Regions from separate parts of the Sus scrofa genome. Here all the other regions are linked to region 2. The links are chromatin contacts, called in public promoter capture Hi-C maps. All regions are on one chromosome and are shown on one strand. Each heading gives the region's core, a stretch centred on a gene start, on an enhancer-like site or on the middle of the called end of the contact. The rest is flanking DNA. Distances are from core to core; before and after follow the strand shown. Region 1 holds the start of VPS4A (vacuolar protein sorting 4 homolog A). Region 2 holds the start of TANGO6 (transport and Golgi organization protein 6 homolog). Region 3 holds the start of PDF (peptide deformylase, mitochondrial).

Region 1 (3,032 bases), core at 156-2,655, 400 kb after region 2:
TTCAAAGGCACCTGAAACTCACCATTTCCCTCACTCCTCTGCCCCCCAAACCTGGTCTTTGTCCTGTATTCCCCATCTCAGTGGCATGACCATCCATCCAGTCACTAAGCCAGCAACCCAGGAGTCATCCCTGTCCCCTCCTGCCCCTACTACTTCTCAGCATAACCCATATCCAATCCATTTCCAAGAGCTTATGATTTATCTTCCAAAAACCTCTCTATTCTGTCTATGTCTCTACACGGACCTCCCCCTAGTCCAAGCTGTCCTCACTCTTCTGTACTATAGCAGTAGCTTCATGTGCAATAGCCAGCCAGCCCATCCCTGCAATCCGCTCTCCCTATGAGGGTACAGTCATCTAGACAATTAAAAAAAGAAGTTTCCCGTTTATCTTAAGGCCAAAAATCTTTACCAAGGCCACACGTCCTGGCCCCTGTCCATCTCCCCAGCATCAGTTCACATCATACGTCCACTCATTTTCTTCTCTCTGGCTACCTGAGCCTTCTTCTAGCTTTCTAAATTCTACCAGTGGCCTCCTCATGCCTCAAAGCCTTGGCACAGGCTATTTCATCAACCTGGAGTACTCTTCCCGCCCCCACCCCAGCCCTCAAGCCCCCAATTAAAAGGGAGCCTCTCCTGACCTTGGGCAGACTGCCTTTTAGATGCTCACATAGCACGTGGGACTTCACGCCCAGGCCTCAACGGGTTTATCACCTCCTGATGAACTTCATTGTTTTCCTGAGATTGTAGGCTCCCCTAGAGCTGTTTTGATCATTGCTGCGTTCCAAAAACTAGTACATAGTAGATATTTACAAAATATTGTTGAATGAATGAATGTGAACAACCAATCTGCTATGCTGAAGTTCACATGGGTAGAGGCCCCAGCTTTGAAGGTCTAAGAAAATCTCTTTTCTAAGGACAAAAGTAGAAGAGTTAGTATTTAGAAAGGAAAACAAAGCTGGCTTTAAACAGAGTCATTGGCATCATAATAACAGTTACCAGGGACTGAGCCCACAGTGTGGGATACACTGCTATTAGTTGGCTCATTCACTTCCTCCCCAAGGCCGATAAGGTAGCTTCTAATTATTATTATTACGGTGCCTATTCAACATCAGGAACCCAGAGGTCTGGGGAGTCAGGCTTATTGTGCGAGTTAACTGCCATTTAGGTGCTCTTTTATTCAGGTGGGTCCGGGACTTCAGAATTCCACTCCGCTCTGGCCCCGCCCGACCCGGCCACGCCCTCGGCCCCGCCCCCGGCCACGCCCCCGGCCCGGCCCTCGTCCCACGGCGACCCCGCCCCGGCCCCCAAGAGGCCATGGGGAGCGGAGCCTGCAGTGCCGGCGTGGCCGCCGGGGGGCAGCCGCGCGGCTCGGGCCCGACCGCTCTGGGCTGCGCTCCTCGCTCACCCACGGACTCGGCTCCGGCTGCGAGAAGCCACCTTACCCGCGCCCAGCGCCGACCCGCCGCGCTCCCCGCGCCGGAGCAGCCCCTCGGCTCCCGGGGCCGGACCGAGGCCCCAAGCAGCGCCGCGAGGTGTGGGGCGAGCCCAGGAGATGAAATGACAACGCCAACCCTCCAGGTACCTCGGCACGGCCCGTCTTGGCCCGGCCCGGCTTGCGGAGGCCGAAGGAGGGCGGCGGGGCCTGTGGGCGGGCGGGCGGCCTCTTCAGAGCCCGGGCCTCGCGGCCCCCGCCCCATCGCCCTCTCGTCGCCTCCGCGCGTTTCTGTTTTCACGCGCTCGGAGCTAAGGGTAGCCTTCTGTTCAGAAAGCCCGGCCCCGAGGCCGCTATTTGTGACTGGAGTCCCGGGACCGCCGTGGGGTTGAGCCTCATCCGGCCTCACGGGCTGGGGAAGCTCGGGCCTGGGGTCGGGTTGCCGGCTGTCCCTCCTCGTCGTCCTGCCTCCCTTCGAACAAGCCCTGGCTCCTTCCCATTTCCTCTTCTCGCCCAAAGACCCCTCATTCATTCTCTGGATCGGGAAGGGTGGTGCTGGGCTGGCGCCACCTGGATGCACGACTGACCCATCCTCCAGGTGCTGCCGGCCCTTATTGGACTGGGAAACATAAAACTTGTTTGTGCCTCGAACCTGAGTTTGGATCTCGGGTCTGCCACTTACTAGCATGTGACCTTGGGCTAGTTGGCTGATTTTGGAGTCTCGGGTGTCCTCTCAGTAAAATGGGTTAATACTCTGTAGGGTTCCTGTGATAGTGGCTCTAGATAGAGGACTTCGGTAAAGCATTTTTAACACAGTGTCTGCTACATCGCAAGCGGTCAGTAAGTGATGACAGACAGTGCTTGGGGGAGTTGGACAGGACGTCATGGAGGAAGAGGCATTTGGCCAGGCAGTCACAGAATGGGGGGCTGGGGATTCCTGCAGGTACCTGGAGGTGCAGGGGGAATGGTTACTGCAGTGGAGGAAAGAGGGGAACAGAGGCATGGAATTCTGGGGTACTAGGCCAGGATTTGCTGAAGTCCAAAGCCAGACCCCACCACCCACCAGCAGAAGCTCTCATTTGTTATCACAAGGGTCCACCATCATTGCCTGCAGATGCCACCTGCCTAGACACTCCGTATATGGCTTGTAAGCTAAGAATTTTTTAAAAAAAATTTAAACAAACAAACAAACAAACAGCCTTAGGAGTTCTCATTGTGGTTCACCGGGTTAAGAACCCGACATAGTGTCCGTGAGGATGCGAGTTTGATCCCTGGCCTCACTCAGTGGATTAAGGATCCAGTGTTGACGCAAGTTGTGGCGTAGGTTGCAGATGTGGCACGGATCTGGTGTTGCCATGGCTGTGGCTTAGGTCAGCAGCTGCAGCTCCAATTTGACCCCTGGCCTGGGAACTTCCATATGCTGTACATGCGGCCATAAAAAGAAAAAAATAAAAAAACCCCAGATTTATTAAAATGAAGTCACATGCCATACAGTTCATCCATTTAAAGTGTACAATTCATGGAGTTCCCATCGTGGTGCAATGGTTAACGACTCCGACTAGGAACCATGAGGTTGTGGGTTCGATCCCTGGCCTTGCTC
Region 2 (2,850 bases), core at 174-2,673:
AGGGAAATTCTGACACATGCTACAGCACAGATGAACCCTGAAAACACGATGGTTAAGTGAAATGCCGATGGTAAGTGGAATAAGGTAAGTTGCAGCTTATGGCAACTTGGGATCCTTAACTCACTGATGATGCCAGGGGATAAACCTGCATCCTCACAGACAATGTCCAGCCTGTAACCTGCTGAGCCACAAGGGGAACTCCCAGACATGACTTTTGAGTGTTCCAACCAAGATCCCTGTGGGTGAAACTCTGTTTCTGATTATATGACTCTCTAACCCATTGTTTTACAGATTAATGCAATTTTGATGGGGCCGGATATTTAGAGACACTGATTTTTCCAGGAGTGGATGTAAATAGAGCAAAGATCAAACTTTTACTGGGAACTTTATTTAGTCCATTTAAGAAATCATATCACCAAAAACATTTTTTAATTAATTTATTTATTTTGCTTTTTTAGGGCCACACCTGAGGCGTATAAAAGTCCCCAGGCCAAGGGTCAAATTGGAGCTGCAGCAGCTGGCCTAGGACACAGCCAGAGCAATGCCAATCCAAGCCAGTGTCTGCAACCTACAGCTCACCACAAGGTAGGATCTTTAACCCACTGAGCAAGGCCAGGGATGGAACTGCTTCCTCATGGTTACTAGTCAGATTGGTTATTGCTGAGCCACAATGGGAACTCCACCAATGGCAATATTTGTAGCTATGTATTCAAGATGGATGTTGGTATTTAACACTTGTTTTAAAATATACTAATAGGAGTTCCCCACGTGACTAAGTGGAAATGAATCTGACTAGCATCCATGAGGATGCAGGTTCGATCCCTGGCCTCGCTTAGTGGGTTAAGGATCCCGAGTTGCCTTGAGTTGTGGTGTAGGTCACAGACGCAGCTCGGATCTGGCATAGCTGTGGCTGTGGTGTAGGCCAGCGGCTATAGCTCCGATTCTACCCCTAGGCTGGGAACCTCCATATGCGGTGGTTGCGGCCCTAAAAAGACAAAATTAATGAATTAATTAAAACCTTAAAAAAATAAAAATAAAAAAATCACTAATAAAGAAACTTGGCAATACTCAGCTGTATACTGTTTTGCATATCCGAACTTCATTATAAGAAGGTACAGCATCTGTTTACCTCATTATGTCTTTCAGTGCTTCGCTGCCCAAGTAGAATATTTTCATAATGAAATGCATATTACTTCATGATAAACGATTTCTGTCACTCTTCTTCTTTATACAAAAGTTAACCATATTCTCTGAAATTGTACGTGTAGGCAGGTTGGGTTAGCTTTTTAATTTCTCCCCCTTCGAGGATACAGGGGGCTTGAGGAAAGGTTTCTTCCTAAACCGGGCGTTCGGGTCAGAGCGGGCCCCGCCCCTAGCTCCTTGGCCACACTCAACATGGCGACCATGCCGCTCCGCGCAGGCGCCTGCGCAGGTCGCAAGACGCGCGTCCCACTCTAGTCATGGCGGCGGCCCGACAAGTAGCAGGCGGCAGGGCTCTGGAAACGTGTGGGATGGAGCGGATTTTGGAGGCGCTGAAGCTGCTGCTGAGCCCGGGAGGTGAGACGACGGGTCTCGGCGCAGGGCTGCACCCGGGACTCTCAGGGCCGCCGGTCTTCCAGGGCTGTCCTTCCTTCCGCGGCGTCCCTCACCGGGACCCCCACCCGGGCTCTGAGGCTGTCCCACCCCGCACCGGGGGCTTTGGGCAGGGTCTGTCCTGCCTCATTTTGCGCTTGAGAAAACAGAGGCTCAAGGAGGGATGGGATCCGCTGAATACTGACACGGACCAGCGCTTACCTTCACTGTGTGAAGCACCTTGGGTGCGTGGTTTCTTCGTCCTTGCCGCAGCCCTAAAGGCTTCAGAGCGGTCCTAACCTCTTGAAGGCGCAGGGTCTAATGTGGACCCTGGAAATTTGTACAAAGTGCCAAGGAGTCCAAAAAAAAAAAAAGGCAGCAGTGACGTTTGAGCTGCGTTTTAGGGAGAGGATTTAGGATTTACGGTCTGTGGCAGGGATTTACAGTCACTATTCCTCTTTCCCAGTGAGTTGCTAAGATCTTCCCAATTTAGAATGAGAAGGGACCTTGGGGGTGGAGAAGCCTGGAGCCCCCCCTTCTACAGCTGAGGACACTCTCGGCTCACCGAAGAGATTAAGTAACCTGACCAAGATCGTTTGGTCAATTTAGAGGCAAAACATGAACCCAGAACCAAGATCTATCGAACCCTCCCCCTTCCAAGACCAAGGCAAATAATAATGTGAATACAGTATGGAGCTGAGGTTATCTGCGTATAATTAGAGCATATTTTGGAGGAGGGGTTTGTAGAGTGAGCAGGGTAAGGTACATGATTTTGAGATGACGCGCCTCCTCCCCCCAAAAAAACACCCCTGCGAAAACTCCCAAAACATATCATACCTGGTACGAGTGAAAGGAAGTTAGTAATTGCCTACTAAGTATTGGTCCCTATAGTGTGTTGTTTATATACATATGTTTTTATCCTCACAACAATCCCGTGACATAGGTATTACTTGTATTCAATTTTACAGATGAAGGAACCAAGGCTCAGGTACGTTTGAAACTAACCAGTGCCAATCTGCCAAGTGGTTGAGCTAGGATTTGAATTCAGACGCCTTCCACTGTAGTATGGTAGCTATACTGCTTTGCCTCAATGAAGAATAAACTGCAAGATACAATTTTAACTTGTTGATTGAGAGGTGACTTGTTTAGCAACTGCAGCTCTTTAGGATATGACTGAGAACAAGGATAAATTGGTAAAAACTTTTAAAAAATCAGGAAGTAGTCATCTGTCACAAAGCACATACATTTCATTCTTGAAAGACCCTCTCACTCTCAAAG
Region 3 (2,936 bases), core at 64-2,563, 420 kb after region 2:
ACGATCTTCTTGCTCAAGAGAAACAATCATCCCAACCCCAGCAAAGAACCACATTCTGCAAAACATCCCGTGCTATGACAGACAGGTAATGGCTGGGCAAAGATGGGTCCCACTTCTCCCACTCCACCAGGATGACAGATATTATTGGGCAGTTATGTGTGTGTAACAGAGTGAGCCAGATGGCACAGGGCAGAGGATGGGGTGTGAGCAAACAGCCGAACAGTCCTCCCTTCCAACCCCTGCTCCCGTCTGGCTCTGCTTTCAAAGGCGCCTCCTGCCTCAACTCATTCCCTCAGTCCTGAATCTCCTCCCCTCCTGGGTCCTGCTGATTAGCCATCAACACGTCTACACTTTAACAGGAACTTTGCGGAAACCCTTCCGTGGGATCTGAGGCCACCGCCTCCAAAGGCAGAAGAGACGCACGCGCTTACCCAAAGGCCCCAGGGACCCCACCGCCCAGCACCTGAGATCTGCACTGCCTGGAAGCGGGGCACGCAGGCCAAGAAGCCGGCGACGCTCTCGCAGCCCTCGGGGAAGGTGACCAGGCGGCTGTCCAGCACCCGCAGGCTGGGGTTCACGAACACGTGCAGGGGGAAGGGCTCCATCTGGCGGATCTCGCGCAGGCGCGGCGCGCAGGCGTGGAAGAGCGCGTCGGGGAACTCCAGAGCCAGCACCTGCAGCGGCACCCCGAGCTGCGGCGCGCTGAGGCCCACGCAGTGCCGGCGCCGCATCACCTGCACCAGCCGCTGCACCAGCCGCTGCAGCTCGGGCCCCGCCAGCTGCGCCGGCTCTACTGGGGCCGCCACGGCCCGCAGCGCTGGGTCCCCGACCTGGCACACGCGCGGGTACGGCGGCTCCGGCGCTCCCCGCACCAGACGCCGCACGTAGCGCCAGTAGGAGCGCCGGCGCGCTGGGCCCTCGGGTCCGTCCGGGACCGGCGTGGAGCTGCAGGCCCGGGCGCCGCCGCCCGCTCCCCGCAGCAGGGCCGGCCTCACGCAGCAACGCGCCCGCGCTTGCAGCCACCCCAGCAGCACCACAGCCTTCACCCGATCCATGGCGCGTGGAGCAGAGCCGCCGGACTCCAGTCGCCAGGGACGCTGGGAAGCGTAGTCCTCGGCCGTTTCCGGGATCGCCGACGCCGCTCACACTGCTCAGCCCGCCTCTAGGTGACGTCAGTCAACTTTACCGCTTAATTCCATTTCTGATAGTTTAATCAACCATTTACAGGAAGAATCAGGTTTCCCTTCATTATGCCGTCGCAGCCTCGCCCTTGCCTGTCGGAGAGGAGGCACTGCAGGCCGCCTCCAGCCTAAACCCACGCGGCCGCTCGCGTTCCCCGAGCCCTGCAGGCAGTCAGCCCCTAGGCCGCCCACCCCGGGACCCGCCGCACCCGGTTCTGGGAGCGGGAGGCGCCCGTTAAGTGCCCGCGCTGGGTTCGTCCGACTGCAGCGTCCCCGCGGATTCCACCTCTTGCTGCGGGTCAGGGAAAGCTGGGGAGACAGGCTCGAGGTGTGGCCTTCGGAAGAGGGTTCTGGTGCTGGAGCTGCGAGCTCCGGGACTAGCTCCTTCTCGTCCAGACAGAAGACCATCTCTTTCTTCGGCAGGATAAAGGCGAGAGGCTCGTGGACAACGCTGACGTTCACATGCCCAAGGTTTCCGTACTTGGGGAGCTGAGTGGGTGGAATGCCTGGCCCAGATGGAAGGGAAAGTACAAAAAGCGTTAAGTAAGTTTAAACAGTGATGTGTCACCAAAAAAAAGAAAAACCACTTATTTCCTATTTGCATACAGTAAAAGTCATCTGTGTGATTCAGGACAGGAAGCTATACTCTAAAGCCAGCTGGGATGGTAATCGGGAAAAGCACTCAGAGTAGGGGGGATGGAGGAAGTGCCAGCAGAGCCTCTGCAGACACCGGCTTCCCTGTGCCACGCCCAAAGGAAAGCTGGGGGCAGGCGGAGAGCAGCCACTCTGCCGGGGTGATGACTGGCCCACTGTGCTTTGGGCCTCCCAGAACCCCCTCACAGGCACAGAGAGAGTGGGCACACGGACGTGAAGGAAGATTGGAAAAAAAAATTTTTTAAAAACACCTAAGAGTTCCTGTCGTGGCTCAGTGGAAATGAATCTGAGCATTCCTGAAGAAGCAGGTTCGATCCCTGGCCTCACTCAGTGGGTTAAGGATAGGCGTTGCTGTGAGCCATGGTGTAGGTCCCAGTCGGGGCTTGATCCTGCATTGCTGTGGCTGTGGGGTAGGCCTGCGGCTACAGCTGATTGGACGGACCCCTAGCCTGGGAACCTTCATATGTCCCGGGTGCAGTCCTAAAAAGACAAAAAACAAACACACAAAAAAAAACCCTTCTATAAATGTTTCATATCAATGGAATCATACCATATGTGGTTCTTTTGTGACTACCTTTTTCCACTTAGCCAGAATATAAACATACTGTATGATTCTACTGATAAGAAGTGTTCAAAAAAGGCAGTTTTTTTGCAACAGAAAGTAAGTTAAATGGTAGCCAGGGCCTAAGGCTGGGATTGGGGAATGAACACCAAGGATCTTTCTGGGGTGTTGGAAATATTCTAAAATCAGATGGTGGTAATGGATGCATACCTCTGTACATTTACTAAAAACACTGAATTTTACGAATAGGTGAATTACTTAGTATGTGAATTAATTAAATCAATAAAGTAATTTAAAAAATCTTTTTCAGGAGTTCCCGTCGTGGTGCAGTGGTTAACGAATCCGACTAGGAACCATGAGGTTGCGGGTTCGGTCCCTGCCCTTGCTCAGTGGGTTAACGATCCGGCGTTGCCGTGAGCTGTGGTGTAGGTTGCAGACTCGGCTCGGATCCCGTGTTGCTGTGGCTCTGGCATAGGCCGGTGGCTCCAGCTCCGATTCAACCCCTAGCCTGGGAACCTCCATATGCCTCGGAAGCGGCC

Evidence for each region. Promoter capture Hi-C pulls out the DNA fragments that hold promoters and counts their contacts.
Region 1: a contact with region 2 is called in a promoter capture Hi-C map of fetal skeletal muscle, with 4 times the contacts expected there. The contact joins the promoter of VPS4A here to the promoter of TANGO6 in region 2.
Region 3: a promoter capture Hi-C map of liver shows a contact between it and region 2, with 8 times the contacts expected there. The contact joins the promoter of PDF here to the promoter of TANGO6 in region 2. A contact is called at or near these places in 3 of 5 promoter capture datasets (fetal skeletal muscle and liver) and 1 of 2 datasets of contacts at active chromatin or transcription factors (alveolar macrophages).

Annotation. Positions count from the first base shown.
Region 1 is chr6:17,667,925-17,670,956 of Sscrofa11.1, reverse strand. VPS4A (vacuolar protein sorting 4 homolog A) reads left to right here and starts at 1,405. Exons shown (of 11, transcript NM_001243418.1): 1 at 1,405-1,578. The coding sequence starts at 1,558.
Region 2 is chr6:18,070,128-18,072,977 of Sscrofa11.1, reverse strand. TANGO6 (transport and Golgi organization protein 6 homolog) reads left to right here and starts at 1,423. Exons shown (of 19, transcript XM_021093875.1): 1 at 1,423-1,557. The coding sequence starts at 1,461.
Region 3 is chr6:17,650,674-17,653,609 of Sscrofa11.1, reverse strand. PDF (peptide deformylase, mitochondrial) reads right to left here and starts at 1,313. Exons shown (of 2, transcript XR_298517.3): 1 at 1-1,313. COG8 (conserved oligomeric Golgi complex subunit 8) reads right to left here. Exons shown (of 6, transcript XM_003126905.6): 5 at 1,520-1,687; 6 at 1,309-1,517. The coding sequence ends at 1,417.